2 separate regions of the Oryctolagus cuniculus genome follow, and region 2 is linked to region 1. The links are chromatin contacts, called in public Hi-C maps. All regions are on one chromosome and are shown on one strand. Each heading gives the region's core, a stretch centred on a gene start, on an enhancer-like site or on the middle of the called end of the contact. The rest is flanking DNA. Distances are from core to core; before and after follow the strand shown. Region 1 has its middle 710 kb from the start of QKI. Region 2 overlaps LOC127492930 (a long non-coding RNA gene).

Evidence for each region. Hi-C and Micro-C count contacts between places; a contact is called where the count stands out from the background.
Region 2: a contact with region 1 is called in a Hi-C map of liver, with 6 times the contacts expected there. The contact joins two enhancer-like sites. A contact is called at or near these places in 4 of 6 Hi-C or Micro-C datasets (ear pinna, liver, psoas muscle and 1 more).

The regions. Positions count from the first base shown.
Region 1 is chr5:4,618,387-4,622,073 of mOryCun1.1, reverse strand. No RefSeq gene overlaps it. Among named protein-coding and RNA genes, the nearest start is that of QKI, 710 kb to the left of the region's middle. Within about 2 kb of position 2,348, at least 1 of the 8 cell types and tissues checked has an H3K27ac peak or open chromatin away from gene starts, as enhancers often do.
Region 2 is chr5:4,749,010-4,752,644 of mOryCun1.1, reverse strand. All of the region lies in intron 2 of LOC127492930 (a long non-coding RNA gene), which reads left to right. Among named protein-coding and RNA genes, the nearest start is that of QKI, 580 kb to the left of the region's middle. Within about 2 kb of position 1,989, at least 1 of the 8 cell types and tissues checked has an H3K27ac peak or open chromatin away from gene starts, as enhancers often do.

The DNA of each region.
Region 1 (3,687 bases), core at 1,099-3,598:
ATCTGGGGCTTTCTTTACTATCATTTTAGTTCAATTTTTCTTTTTGGGTTTAAAACGCATTGATCTGAAACAAGCACTTGCTCAATAGCTGTCCCCAGCGCAAGGACACTGCAGAGGGCCAGCTGGGCGGCAGAAGACCAGGCCCTCCTCACTGCCTTTGCAGACTCAGCTGAGGAGGGTGTAGGGCAGGACGGTGCCCCCAGTGTCTTCCATCTCCGCAGCTCCCAGCATGAGATGCTCTGAGCCTCTCTCCGTTAGTCCCTGCCCACCTGAGGAACACTCCTTCTCAGCCAGATGTTGTCAGGTCACCTGCAGTGACGTGTCCTAGTGTACCCAGTGGAAGGAAGATCGGTGACACGGGTGCTGAGAAAATTCATCACCTGCAGAAGAGTGGCTCATCTGTCTCGGGAAATCCCTTCCAGGGAAGGGGACGCAGACGCACCGGATCAACAGGCGGACGTTCCACCATGAGACGGCGTCACTCCATAGGAGTACTTTGTCCCCATCAGCTAGATCTGCCCAGGAAAAGGAAGCAGGTCCACCTGCAAAGGAAAGAGCTCATGGTCCCTGGCCAGGCTCCGGAGCCCTGGGGTGAGCCACTGTCAGGTACGAACGTGGGCGCTGGGTGACCACGTGGCCAGGACTCAACCTCACCGAGAAATGACTGCCCAGCCACAGTGGCAGCTGGTCGCCAGCCCTGCCCTGGGGGTGTAGGCCAAGTGAGGCTGGTGGCAGCTTCTGTGCCTCCCTGGGTAGGGAGCCTATGTCCATTCCATGCCCGCGTCCTCTGTGGTTTGGACACTGACGGCCTCAAAGGTGAGGTTCTACGAAGGAAGAAGGCTGAGGACTCAAAAGGGACCACAGACGTGGATGGTTCTCTGGCCTGACCCACGAGCTGGCAGTAAGCTGGTGAACTTCGGGCCTGGATTTGCATTTTCAGAGCGCTGCCATGACCCCATCTCCTACGAGCTGGTCCCTGCTGCCTTCAGATGCCACAGATGGCCTGTGCTCCCTAAATACGGCTCACTACTCGGCCACTCTGGAAACTTCTCTCCTCGAGCATTGATTTCCCCTAAAATAAACGGTTTTGAGTCTCCCTTGTTTCAACCCTGGGTAAGGATGTCCGTCTTGGGACTTTCAGCCAAATCTTGTAGAGCACTCAGCCTGGGAGATGTAGCTCAGGAGAGAGCAGCCCCTGCCTTTGCTGTCTGCGGAGTTGTTTTCAGGGTGGCAGGGCCAGGGCCACTCAGTCACAAATTATTGAGGCCGTGGGCAACAAATGGGACCCTAAATGGGGCTGGGATGGAAGCTTTGCTGTTGGGCTGGGACAGGATCATTAGTGGCCAGAAGCGGGACACCAGGACGTCTCCCGAATGACCACTCAGAATATTTGCTACCTTGACCTTGCACGAGCCCCACAAGCTGGAGTCCGTCTGTTCACACACTTTGTGCATGTTAAAGGAACACAGTTTTCATGCAACTCTGAAGGCTGAGAGCGTGCTTGGGATGCAACAGCAGTGACCCTGAGAGACCGAAACCTCGGGGAGACACTCACCTTGCTGTGCTATGTGCTGTGGCCACTGGGGGCTGAGGTGTTTTTGTGGGTTGAAAATCTGGGTGATCTTTTGCAGGGGTGGGGTGGACCGGAGGCAACAAGAGGTTAATCCTTTGCCGCAGGCTATGCCAGCCTATGGCAAGCTCAGAAGCCAAGGTGTGTGTTTGCTCGGCCATGCTCAGTTGGACTCGGAGAATGTTATTGCTCAAAGATCAGACCTTCATCTCCAGCCAAATTCCTGCAGAGGGAGGGGGAAGGGACGCACAGCCAGCCTGTCTGCCTGCTGTGTGCCTGTGCTGCCCCACGTGTGTGCACACAGACCCATATTTAGAACATGGCTGTTTAGCCTCTGCAATTACACTTGTGCCTCATTTAGAAAACACTCAAGACAAACAGGGATGTTTTTACCCAAAATTATTGTTAGGGCCTCATGGTCACGTGTCTCCCCTAAACCAGCTGGGGAAGAAGCTGCCTGCTCCAGAATTTGGTGCTGTCTGTCAAGGACACAGAGCATTGGTGTCTCTCTTGGGGTAGGGGTGGGCATGGGGTCACATGGGTGGATGGAAGGGGAACCTGTTCGGGGCCATAACAGGTCAATATTGTCGATAGGGCTCTGAGTTTACCTTCGGCTTTTCTTCCACTGCAGAGATGGCCATAATGGATCATTAAGGCTTGGGAAATCGTGTCAGCACTTTTCCCGGAAGCGGCATGAGTGAGGACAGTGGCCAGAGGCGCTGAACTGTGTGACCCCTGGGTCCTGTGTGCAGCTGTCAGTCCCTCATGCTGTGACCCACCCTGGACTGCTGCTGGGGGCACAGGCGCTGCCGAGGGAGCGTAGCTGGAAGCCTCCCCGGGGTTGCTGCTGCTTGCCTTACCCAGGACCCGGCGCATTCAGAGCTGTGCCCAGCGGCGTCTGAACCACGCAGCTCACACTCACCGGTGTGAACACCGCTTTGCACTGTTCCAGAAAAACCTTCCCTCACCTTCTCACAGAGCAGTCCTGGTGGCTCTGTGGGCTGGCGTCTCCTGCCTTGGTGTGGACCACATGTGGCTCTGGGTGCAGCCTGGCACCAGGACGCGGGTCCTGGGAGGAGCCAGGGGCTCTGTGGATATGTCCTTCTCAACTACATGCAAAGGTGACACCCAGGCAGTGCTGATGCCGGTGGACCTGTGACTGTGGCTGTGACTGTTGGACCAGGGCAGGATTTGTCCCTCGGACATTCTGGCAACCTGAAAACCTGCCGACGCCTGTACCCAGGGCTCCCCCTAGTGGCCGTGGTCCACATCCTGGCGTTGCTCCCTGATTCTAGAACCCCCTCTTCCTCGGGGTCTATCTGCTGAGAACACCTGAGCGGCAGGCGTTTTAACCCCAAGGGCACAGAGCGGCAGGAATCCCGTGAGGCCTGAGTTTGGGGGCGATCACATGCCCTTCTCTGCCTTTATGTCACGTTTCCTGCCAGGGATCTCACAGGGGTCTCCTGTTTTTGAGGATGTTCTTGGGGTCTCAGTCTGGAGGCAGGAGAGGAGCAGACACCTCCTGCACCAGGGTTCACACCAGAACAGCGGCTCTGGTCTTTGATGTCTTGGTTTGAATGTTTTTAAAACTTTAAAATGTATCTTATTTGAAAGGGAGAGATGGGAGAGAGAGAGAGCGAGAGAGAGTGAGAGAGCGCTTCCTTTCACTGGTTCACTTCCTAAATGCTTGAAACAGCCAGGCCTGGGTCAGGCTGAAGCCAGGAGCCTGGAACTCAGTTTGGATCTCCCATGTGGACGGCAGGAACTCAAGTACTGGGGCCATCGCCTGCTGCTCCCCGGAGTGCATATTAGCAGGAAGCTGGACCCTAAATGGGGAAGCCAGGACATGAGTCAGGCACTCACTCCCCTGTGAGATGCGGGTGCCCCAGCAGCACCTCGACTGCTGTGCCCCACGCCTGCCGCCTTGGTTTGAATCTCACACGGACATGGCAGAAAGTGCTTCAGCACATTGTCATCCTCAGGGCTCTTGTGCAACTGTAAGAAGCAACAGTGTCACCAGTGCAAACCCACGCAGCGACAACTCCCCAAGCGGAGCAAGGAGCACTGAGGCTCTGTGCTGCCACCTCGACTTGACTGAGAACCAGGAGTTTCTTAAC
Region 2 (3,635 bases), core at 740-3,239, 130 kb before region 1:
TCGTAGGAAGCAGTCAAAATTAATCCAAAGCCCTGAAGCCAGGATACCAGCACTCTCTGAAGTGGTGGTAGGTGGGGGATGGGAAAAAGATCTAAGGGAGGGTCTGGAAATTGCCATCCTGAGCTAAGGGGTCGTCACCCAGCTGCTGACTTGGCACAGTCCATTTAGCGTGTGTGCATATTCTGCATTCTCCAAACAGCGCTGCCCTGTTCATACAAAACAGGAAACAACAGCCCATTAATCACTGTGGTCTGCCCAGATGAATTTTATAGCCACATCTTTATTACTAGACATTAATTAAATTATTAAACTTAACATTACAACTTCCAAATGTACTACTTTTTGATCTATCCAGTATGCAAAATATACTCATGATATTGTGGACAGAAAACAGTATAGGCTATCACTTATGCTGCAATCTAATTTTGTCCTCAAAATAATGGGCCGTCCATGTATACTGAAGTATAAATGTCGGACCCTAAAACTCCAAGAAGCTCTGCAACGATGCGTTGATAGAAATGGTCTTCAGGTAATGGAATATGGGTGCCCTCTTTTCCTTTTCTTTACAGCGTTTTCTGAACGCTTTGCAATGATCAGCGCTGTCACCTTGTAGATCACCGTGTCCGTGTTGTAACCATGTGCCACTCCCACCACCAGCCCCCGTTGATGTCAAAGCAATCGTTCAAGCCCAACTCAGGAAGTCCCTCTCCTGTAGGAAGCACTTCGGGGCTCCCCACTGCCCTCCGAGTAAGATCCCAGCCCCATCTGCTGGCATCCGCACCTGCGCGCCCCTCTCCCTTCTCCTCTCTGTAGTAGGGGCCTGGGGGATGCCCTCCCTCCTCTCCCTGACTTGTCTGGTAGGTCTCGTGTCAAGCCATGGTCTTTACCCCCACTCATGTCTGCTCTTCCCTCCTCTAAGATGCCTATCCATGTTTATAATTTCACCTTTACTTAGAAGTTAACTCTTTCAAGGTTTGCCTCCAGGACTCGCTGTTTCACGGGGCTGGGATCCGCCTGCTGTGCTCACTGCTGTGTCCCCTGAGCCTGTTCTGTGCCTGTTGCCCACTGAAAGCATGGACCAGACAGACCAAAAACGGCATTTGAGAAAACAGCCAGCTACACGGAAGCTTCTGATAGGAAAAGAGTGAACTGAACTGTTGTTAAATAGTAGCAAAATAAATGGCAGTTCAAACAATATCCTAGGAGAATGCTTGTAACATGAATTTGGTTTGGGATATCACCCTCTTCTTATTTTTTTTTTTTTTTTTTTGGCAGGCAGAGTGGACAGTGAGAGAGAGACAGAGAGAAAGGTCTTCCTTTGCCGTTGGTTCACCCTCCAATGGCCGCTGCGGCTGGCGCGCTGCGGCCGGCGCACCGCGCTGATCCGATGGCAGGAGCCAGGAGCCAGGTGCTTTTCCTGGTCTCCCATGGGGTGCAGGGCCCAAGCACCTGGGCCATCCTCCACTGCACTCCCTGGCCATAGCAGAGAGCTGTCCTGGAAGAGGGGCAACCGGGACAGAATCCGGCGCCCCGACCGGGACTAGAACCCGGTGTGCCGGCGCCGCTAGGCGGAGGATTAGCCTAGTGAGCCGCGGCGCCGGCCTCACCCTCTTCTTATTAAATGAAGAAGAGAGCTACAAATAGTTGTGACAATATGAGTCATAATTTGTAAAAAAAAAAAAAAAAAAAAAAAAGATGAATTTACCAAGGCAGAGAGAGATCTGGAAATCAGTGCCCACAGCTCATCCCCAGCAGATCTCTCTGTGTGGTGAGAGAACGGAGGCTTTTTCTAAAATGTGCTTATCTTTGCTTTCTCAAACATACATTGCTATAGTAGTGAAGGAATGAAAGCAATTTTTAATTAGGAAATGCCAAAGCAAACTAGTTTATCACGTGCTGCAGCAGCACGCAGCTATAATCCACTCAGCAGTGCATGGGTGGGGAAGGTGTGGGCGGTGACTGGTGTGAAAGGAGATTGGGAATGTAGTTACCGGGAGGTTCAGTCCACCTTGAGACAGCACCAGAGCACCTCCCTGTGTTTCCGTGAGCCTCCCTTGGGACACATCAGCAGGGCACCATGGGGTTTGTGCAATTTCAGTCCACACAGAGCTCCTGTTTCAGGCGCTCTGCCTGAGTAATGTGCGTGTTGCTGGGTGCCGCTGAGATCAAGGAAGGTGTGGGCACTCACCCCGACCCTGAGAGGCTGCAGCCTGCATGGACAAGGGAAGCAGACGCACCTGCTCGGACCCCCATGCCCACCTGTGCCTGACTGTTCACAGGGCTCCTGGGCACAAGGCTCAAAGGGGCGGTAGTGTCCAAGGGTCTGGGTGTTGATCTGAAGGAGCACACCCTGGAGCTGACTGGCATTGGCTTCCTTTTCATCCTCTGGAGGAAGGAAGAGGGGGCACAGGAGTTCTCTAGGGTGCAGTGGGGGTGTGCTTTTGTTGTTGGGGGTTCACAGTGCACATCTGGGGCCCCCATGGCTGCTGACTTCTTTGCCCAGCATTTCGTCATCTTCAAGGGGGTTTTGTGGCATCAGAACAAACAACCTGCAAGGCTGCATTTGTAGAATACGGAACATTTTGTCACCTCTAGCCCCTTGTAACTTCAGAAAGCTGAGTGGTCGAAAGTAATTTTCTTAGAGTTTAAAACAAAAGAAGAGGCCTCCACAGAAAGGGCCTTGTCAGATGCTGTTCCCTGGTGGTCCAGGAGGCGCTGTCACAGATCTGTCCTCCATCTGATCTTTGAACCCATTTACTCGTGGGTGCATCCTGCAGTTTCCATAGCACCCCCATTCCAGGGGTCCCCCTCAGCCTGGACAGGGGTCAGTGTTTGTCTCCTACGTTCCTGTGCAGGGGAGGGCATCTGCTCAGAGGGAGAGAGCCTGGAGTGTTTGCATTGCTGGAGCTCTGCCCAGCGCTGGCCAGGAGGGCAAATAAGCCGTGGTGGCAGGGGTCAAGGCTGGACACAGGTGGCTGGGCAGCCTGGGCACAGCCCTATGAGAGCCTCCCAGTGGTCAGCATGCTCCATTTCACCTCCAAGTGCACAAGAGGATTTGGGAGTTGCGTTCCTTGCTGGACAGCTTCTTTCCAACTGGGAAATGGATTCTTGGGCAAACCGAGGAAGGTCCTGGGGCGTCAGCTGTGACGGGGTCCATGAGGCTCCCACAGGTGCCCCTCACCCCTTGGCAACAGTGGGACAGTGAGGCTTGAGGACTTTAAGGCAGGTGGTTCTCTTCTCTCTTCCCACCTGTAAAATGGGAAGCTTGTTCTTCAGCATCCAGACTTCGTCTCTGGCACTCCCTGGAGTCCACTCCAAAGCCCGGTCGGTAGGTGCACTTCAGGTATCCTCTGCTGCGCTGGTTCTGTGCAGCCATCTTGGAAGCCGCTTGTCACCTTGATGTCACCTGAGCACAGGGAGGCCCTGTTGGGGTGCATGGGGCAGGGCTGAGGATATTTGCCGAGGGTAGGTGGCCCAGTAGCCCTGGGACTTGGTAGCCAAGGGGAAAAGGTGCTCCTGTGTCATGGGAGAGCAGGACTGAGTGGAAACCAGGAGGCCAGGCTCATAAGTCTGTCTGGTGAACCGTGTGCACACCAGGGGTTGGCGTAGATGGCACCGGAAGTCAAAGCAATGGA